Regions from separate parts of the Mus musculus genome. Here region 2 is linked to region 1. The links are chromatin contacts, called in public Hi-C maps. All regions are on one chromosome and are shown on one strand. Each heading gives the region's core, a stretch centred on a gene start, on an enhancer-like site or on the middle of the called end of the contact. The rest is flanking DNA. Distances are from core to core; before and after follow the strand shown.

What was found. A called contact is a pair of places that touch in the nucleus more often than the background predicts.
Region 2: a contact with region 1 is called in a Hi-C map of forebrain, with 2.3 times the contacts expected there. The contact joins the promoter of Tox3 here to the enhancer-like site in region 1. A contact is called at or near these places in 4 of 484 Hi-C or Micro-C datasets (the G1E-ER4 cell line, cerebral cortex, forebrain and 1 more), 2 of 115 datasets of contacts at active chromatin or transcription factors (both in embryonic stem cells) and 2 of 9 other capture datasets (adipose tissue and liver).

The regions. Positions count from the first base shown.
Region 1 is chr8:90,299,637-90,303,681 of GRCm38.p6, forward strand. All of the region lies in intron 1 of Tox3 (TOX high mobility group box family member 3), which reads right to left. Among named protein-coding and RNA genes, the nearest start is that of Tox3, 47 kb to the right of the region's middle. Within about 2 kb of position 2,710, at least 67 of the 459 cell types and tissues checked have an H3K27ac peak or open chromatin away from gene starts, as enhancers often do. A contact at or near this core is called in cerebral cortex, forebrain and palatal mesenchyme, where this site is marked.
Region 2 is chr8:90,345,931-90,349,829 of GRCm38.p6, forward strand. Tox3 (TOX high mobility group box family member 3) reads right to left here and starts at 2,322. Exons shown (of 7, transcript NM_172913.3): 1 at 1,933-2,322. The coding sequence starts at 2,019.

The sequences.
Region 1 (4,045 bases), core at 1,460-3,959:
AGTAACTATTAGTCTGTGTGCCCACTGACAGATAGCCAGAGCAACATCCATGTCTCTAAGCAGACAAAGACTACACTTGTATTACATTTCATTGCTTACACACTGCAGGTCCTTACCAGTGGCTAATCTGAACCATCACAATGTGCTCCTCTCAGCCCTTGCATAGAGTCCACAACAGGCTGTGCTCACTTGCATCTGGTGACATCACTTGCGCTATCTCCACCAATCAATGTTTACTCAGGGCAGTTACTTCACCAGCCTCAACAGGAGATTGTGGAGGGCAGGGGTTTTCAGTTGGCATCTTACTCGCGGCAAGCCATCCGCCTCAGATCTGTGCTAGTGGGGAGAGGTAAACTAGCTTCGTAGATTCAGTCCCTCATCTCTTACCCTGTCCTCAGCACTCTCCTGGGAGGGGAACTAACAGGTCTTCTGGGAAGAAGTTATTCTCATAAGTGAACAAGAGATAGACCTCTATTACATTTCTACTGCCCCCTGCATTCAAATCAAGGGTAAGGGTTCAAATCCCACCTAGCAGCTTCTTTTTCCCTCAAGGCCCAATTCCTTTTTTTTTTTTTTCCTTCTCCAAATTCCTTTCCTTCAAGGGTTAAGAACAGCAATGTGATTTCCCGACAACGACCACCTAGCAGTTTGGCAGTGAAAAAAAAAAAGAAAAAAGAAAAAGGCAGTAAAGAAATGTCTCTAGACCCCTGTTCCAGGTCTCCATGGCCCTAGAGCTGGAAAGGCACACACCACAGCAACTGCAGCACATGCTGACCATGCAGTTCATCTCACCTTAATGGGGACACTGGAGGGAAAGCATTGCCTTCCCCGCCGTGTACCGGTGCAGATTTTAAGAGAGGCTGGGTTCCATCTTGTTCAAAACTCACCTAGTACATGACCCTGTGGTAGGTCGTGGATTTGAAGCCAGTGTGCCTGGTACCAGATGGTGAGCTCATAACGTCCCACAGCATGATGTGCACCCACGCCCTTCCAGAGGACAGCTAACACACAGACACTCTCCAAAGTCTTGCAGCAGGGTACTTGATCCTAAACCAAAACTCATCTAGACATTATCCAATTTAAGTCATGGGGGAGCAGGCAGAAGACTGCCTTCAACCTCCATCCAGCGCACTGAAACTAGGATACTATGTTTTCTTTCATTTATTCATTAACGTTTTAGTAGAAGCGATTCTGAGCATGCTGCCACCCCTCATCAATGTTCACACAACAGCACCCCGGAGAAGAGCCCCTATCCAGTTCCACTGAATGATGCTCAGGTGGATCAGATTCTACCTATCGATTTCGCTCATTCCTTTTCAGACTAAAGACTTCTTTAAAAGCCTACATAAAATTGTAACTGGGAGCTTTAAAAACATGTAAAATACCATATAATCAAGATTGTTTAAATGTATAAAACTGTCAAGCAGATTATCCTTCATGCAATTCAAATGAGCCTTTGGGAGACAGAATTAACTGAGGGCAAACAAGAGCTTAACTCTAAAAGACAAAGAGTTGGCTTCTATCAAGTTGACACTTCCAGATAAGACACAGCATTACAGCAGGTTACACTCGTAATAATAATTTTTGATTGGCATATCATTTGCCACTAACTACTGCCTGGCTCCCACCGAGCACAGGCAGCATACTATAAACTGTTATGAAAGATGTCTTTGTATTGTTCAATATTTACAGAATATGTTATTTTATAAATGCTCCAGTTGGCAGAGGTAAAAAAAAAAAAAAAAAAAAGAAATCCCCCCCAAAAGCCAAAACAACAACGACAACAAAAGCATTAAAATATTTCAGATTATAATGATCCTTTGCCTTAAAAAAGAAGTGCTTTCATAAGACAGGTGACAATTCTGTTCAGAACATTTCACACCCAGACTCAGCAAATGCTCAGTGGTAAAAACAGAATTGCTTTGTTCAGCTGCACACAGAGATTTCTACATCGCCTCTGTTTGTGTATCCCTGAATATACTCTTTCAGACCCCACTCTCACGGAACGCAAAATCAATTTTCTTTTGGACCCCAAAGAAGGCAAAAAAAAAAAAGAGTGAGATCTGGTCTAATGATTTTAATCTTTTAAATAAACATGAACTGAACTTGGAACACAAGCTCTTCTCTAAAGAAAAGATCTTTGTTCAGAAAGGTCTCTTTCAGCATGTGAACAGCTAAGGCCAGGGACACGGCCCAACCTGGAAAACATGGTTAAATACACATCTACACGGATATTCCTTTAAAAGAAACAGCTAATGTTTAAACACTCACAGGCACACATGCAAAACCACAACCAAATGGTCTTGCCCCAAAAGCAGGCTGATGTTTAGTTTAATTTTTGAAGCAAATTAGGTTCTCCCAATTCAATTTTCAACAAATAGAAAATGAGAAACAGAAAACTATAACATAAAACTTTTATGGCTGCTTTGCTTTTTAAAAAAATAAATAAATAAAAGCAGCACACTCGTGTTTATGAAGTAGAAGTCTCTTAGCCTCAAAAGGAGAATCATTCTAAAAATCACAGCCCTTCAGGATCCTCCCAAACACCTCCCCAGCATGGCCCTTGCAGAGGCAGTTTCAGTTCTCCTAATAGTTATTGTTTGTAGCACTGTAACTAAGTACATTACCAACCAGTTGTTCAATCTATATAAATTTAAGCAACACACATTGCCAAGGAGTGACTCATACATCAGTCTATTATATGGTACAGGGCTGACTGTATTAAACAAATCACTCTGCCTACAGCTGAAGAATGGGAGCTATATACAGAGCAGAGGTTATTGTCTAATTTAAATCTTGGCTCGCTTCCCAGTGCTGTACAAGATTCCAATTTGTGGAAATGTTGCTCCTTGCTACTGCCAGAAAGGCTGCAGAAAAACGGCACTGGGAGCCTTCCAGAAATATGTCTGCAAAATGCCAATCAACAAGTCGCTGAAGATTAACAGTATGACTGTACCAAATTAATTTAAATTATAGAAACATATGGCTAAGATGTTTGCGTTGCGCTTAAGACAACACCTACCTCACAAAGAGCTAGGTTTGTTCCAGGGTAGAAAATAATACTCCAACATTCAGATTACTGCAAAATGTGAACATCGGCTGATAAATGGGGAGCTAGCTGCTCTCACAGAGGCCACCGTTTTCAATACTTAGGGTCTTACCTTTCATATATTCTAAACATATGGGTTTTGGTAACAAGATATTCCTTCCCACAAATATACAAAGAAAATAATCAACATGATTCCACTACTGAAAACAAATTGTTCTCTCTCTAGAAAATTTTAGCTTTCTTGAGATTCACCATAGAGCCCAGAGGATGAAGCAATCCACTACGCATTACTCCCATTCTAAAATACGATATTAGACCAAGAATTGAATATACAGCCAAGAAAAACTCGCCAATTACATGACCAAATCGTGAAATTCAAAAGACAACACAATTTATACGCCGCCAGCTGCTCTCAATGGGTATTATATTCATGCTGCTCCCTTTATTTCCATGGGACTCTTTAATATATACAATCACGTCATCAGCCGAAGGGGGGCGGGAATCCAGGGCACTTCGGGCCGTAGTTACACACTAGCGTGTGCTGTATTTCAACTAAATAGGAAGGGAACTGTTTCCTGTCTCTCTCCACTGCTTTTCTATTATTGCCTAGCTAATGGAAATACATCAAACAAATGTTCTACATGAGCAATAAATATTAAAGTTGACCTATCCATCTGGGAGAGATGAGAACAATACCGCTCACTTTTAGCCCAAATATGACACTGATAAATGAAGCGATGAGATTCCATCACACTTCCAACAACCTGAGCTGGGAGCCCCAGCATGATCCTGGTCCCCGCAATTTTCTTCATTCATCTTCATTAGGCAGTCACTTGACCTGCCTCCCAACATCCCTGTCAACTCAGACCTGCAGGGATGGAGGAAGTCTCTAATGATGTAGCCTAAATATGTTCTTCATGATTTTAAAAAGAGAGAAGGGGGGGGGGAACCCACCAACAACAAAACAAAGTAGATGAAGGCCTTGATGAGCAAGGT
Region 2 (3,899 bases), core at 1,072-3,571, 46 kb after region 1:
GTTTCAAGCTTTATAGACCTTCCCTGAAATAAGTTTCTGAGTTTAAATTGACTCAAAAATAAACCTTCTCAGAAAATGAAAGGAGATACACACACACACACACACACACACACACACACACACACACACACACACACACACCACTCACAATTTCCTCAGACCCTTGAAACCCTTGGGATCCCAGTGAACAGAGATTTGCCATGCATGGCAGAGGCTGGCTTAATACAATAGGTTTCTATTTGGATGCCATTCGAGTGTTGCGGATCTTAAATCAGAGAAAGAAGTAGTTACATTAGACAAGGTAATGGTTTCCAAAAATAAGAGCATGCCCAGTTTACAGAAGGGCTGCGTACACAGGCTCAGCTCTGAGGAGATAAGTAATACCCCACTGGAACAATTAGGCGGATTCTCAGAAACACTACATACTTAATTAGGCTGCCTAAGTCCCTGACTGAGCATACATGGGGGACTTTTTAAAGCATTTAATAACCTGAGTAAATCCAAAATCAGACGACAGAAACCGATCCTTTACTCGGGCTACATACAGCCTTCGGCCTTTGCTAGCCTTCCTTTCGATGCTTAAGGCATTCCTCCCAGCTTTGGAAGAGTGTGAATGGTCACTATCACCACTGGACTAAAAACACCCCTCCATCCTAGAGTTACTGGAAGGGTCCTGGGTGCCTGGCCCAGGGCTGCCCACCACGACAGGGAAGTGAGGCAGTGAGACTGCAGTGGTCTTTGCAAACTTTAGCACTGGAGTTGGGAAAAGAGAATAAACAATGAAGAACAGACCTCCATCAGCCAGGGGCACAGTCAACTATCCCGGCGCTAGATACAATCCCTCCTCTTCCTGTTATTTATTCATTAGTTTTGTATTGCACCTTTCTTTTGGCTGCCTCTGTATTTCCTCCTCCGTTATCCAAGCAATCATAAACAAACTAGGATTTGAAAGAAAAGTCGGAGAGGAGGGAGGAGCAGGGGGAAGGGGAAACACACACACACACACACACACACACACAACACACACACACACAATCAAAAGGCGCAGGACTCTTTCTCTGAATATCGCCCTCAGGGTTATGTCGCAAAGCTCTGTGGTGGGAGCAGTAGGCAAGGTAGACAACCGGATCCGGGAAGCCCACTGACTGCGTCCAAGGTCCACCTATGACCACCTGAATCGCTTACTCCTGTAAGTTTGTGCGGCAAGAGGTGAGGAAGATGGGGTGACCCTGAGGCATGATGTGGAGCTGCAACTCTGATCTCCATGAAAGAAAAAAAACTTAACCCGCCCTCCTCCGCAAAATAAAATAAAATACGAAAGCCCACTGCCTTAACTCGGAAGAGGCGAGCATCTTGGTCTAGTAGACCAAAGCGCCCTAGAGCAGGGGAAGTAAGAGGCACCTGCTGGGATCCTGCAACTTCAGGCTTCCCAGATCCAGACCCCAGACCCAGCCACACTCTATAAAGTTTGTTCATCTTCTCCAAGCTCCCGGGGACCAGCTCCTGACTGGGTGGGTGAGGTGAGATGGGCTGCGAAGGTATGGAATCTCTGGCCCACGAGATCGGGGACCCCCTACGTAGCGTGTCCCCCCACCCCCATGCACACATAGTAGGGGTGTTGCAATCGAGTTTACTAATAACATCAACAAAGAATCACACGCCAGTCTCGGCTCAGTCCCGGGACTGCGCTTCACACAGCTTTTAGGGGGAGCGGGGGAGGGGACCAGGAGGGCAGAGGGAGCGCCAGCAGAGGGACAAAAAGGTGGGTAGAAAGGGCACGTAAAGAGAAGACGAAAAGAGTTGGTCGGAGACTAAGGCGCACCGAGAAGCCAGCGGGTGGGAAGGAAAGATCAGAAAGAAAGTGCAGCAGGCTAGGCGGGACGAGGGACGCGCCCGGGATGGAGAGGTGGCCCCCGCCCCCGGCCCGGTCACCTTGCTGTAGCCGTAGTACCCCAGGCACTGCGCGAAGTCCAGGCCGGCTGGGTCCCCGGCCGCCGCGGGGTAGAACCTCACATCCATGCCGGGGCCGGGGGCTGGGGGCCGGGGCTGGAACTCGCCGGGGCCGCTACCCGCCTCCTCGCGGCCGTACGATCCACCGTCGAGGACGCCCGGCCGGGGGCGCCCGGGGACAGCGCACGGGCCGTGGGACTGTAGGGGCGTCGCGCGGGGGCCGCCGACGAGCCCGGGAGCTGCGGCTGCAGCACACAAAGGCGCGGCCACGCGAGCCGCGGGAGAGCGGGAGGCGGCCCGAGGGACGCGCCCCACCGGGACACCGAAGCTGGCTGCGCGCGGGCCGGGCGCCCGGGGCGCGGGGCGCAGCGCGTGGGCCCGGGACGGCCGGCGAGCTCAGGTGCGCGGCGAAGCTGGGACGGCGGCGGCGGCAGCGGCGGCGGCTGGCCCCGCTCCTCCTCCCCGGGCGGACTGAGCCGAGGAGCCGCGGAGACAAGGGGCCCGGCCCCTCCCCTGCCGCTCCCCCTCCTGCCGCCGCCGGTCCCCTCCCCGCGCCGCTGCCGCTCCGCCCCTCCCACCGCGGGCAGCTGGCGCGCCGCCCGCCCCGCCGGTGCGCTCCGCCGCCGACCGCCTCCGGGCTCGCGCCCCGCCCCGCGCCCCGTGCAGCCCCGGCCACCGCGCGCTCCTCTCCCGGCCTCTCACCGTCCCACCCCTTCCCTCCCCGGTCCTCTTTGTCCCCGCGGCCTCACCGCTCTCCCCGCTCCCGGGCCTCCCTCGGCCTCCCCGCTGCTGCCAGCACCGTCCCTCCTCGAGTCCCACTCTTCTCCCGTGCGACCCTCGCTTCCCTTGGCCCCAGCATCCCAAAACCGTCCACTTCTCACCCAGCCCTCTCTTCTGCCCCTACCACCTCGTCCCAGTTCTTGCTGGTGGGGGACCTGTTTCCCAATCCCTCTACCCTACTTACTCTTCTACTTGGATATCCCCGGTATAGACTCAGCCCAGAAACTAACCTGTGCAGGTGGCTCCTGAGCCAGGAGCCGGAACCCCATGTACACCTGTGGTCTTTACCAGAGGGGTGTTAGGGCCTGACCTTTCACAAGTAAGCAGACTTGAAGCTTCCCAGGTTAAGCCTCAAGTCCGGTCTCTTTGTATTTTCTTTACTCTTGTTTGTTTTCGAAAGGCATTTGAGTAACTGGATCTAGGCGGATCACTCGCTGCTCTCCTAGAGAAAATGTCCCTCTTTTCCTAAAAGGTTCTGGGTGATTAACTTCCCCACGCTGCACCCACCCACCCTCTTATTTCTTTCTCTTTCTTTTAATCTACATTTCTCTCCCCCCACCCTCCGCCCCCATACCCCCACCATCACCACCACCCTTGGCTTTATTGCTCTGAGTTAATTTGAAAGTTTGGCCTTCAGCCTTGGCGCTAGAAAATGTTGGCTGAGCTGTGAGATCTCCCTTTCTCGGTTCAGTTATCTGCGAACTACTTTGAACTAGAAGGGAAAGATGTTAAACTATTTCAACTGACAGTCTCTAAAGGTGTGGGGCCTGGATCACTTCGCTGGTCTGGGACCTGAACTTTTCCAGACATGCACGGATTTCTAAGTGTTCTCCAGCTTGCAACACCTATGTGTACCTTCCTTCACTCAATACTATACTTCAGGAACCAAGCAAGAAAAATAAACTTCAATTAGGTGGAAATGTGTGTGTGTGTGTGTGTGTGTGTGTGTGTGTGTGTGTGTGTGTGTGTGTGTGTGTGTGTGTTCTTAGCAGAAACTTGTCAGGGGACTGCCTAAGAGAGCCCTGTGTATTCAGAGAAGGAACAACTCCCCACATTGTCACTGGGTTGACTCTTAATTCCCCCCTCCTGAAGAGGCTTTGGTCCCCTCTCCTGAGTCTCCATTTACTGTTGACAACCCAGCGGCGCTCCCTAATGGCCCAGCGGGTTGC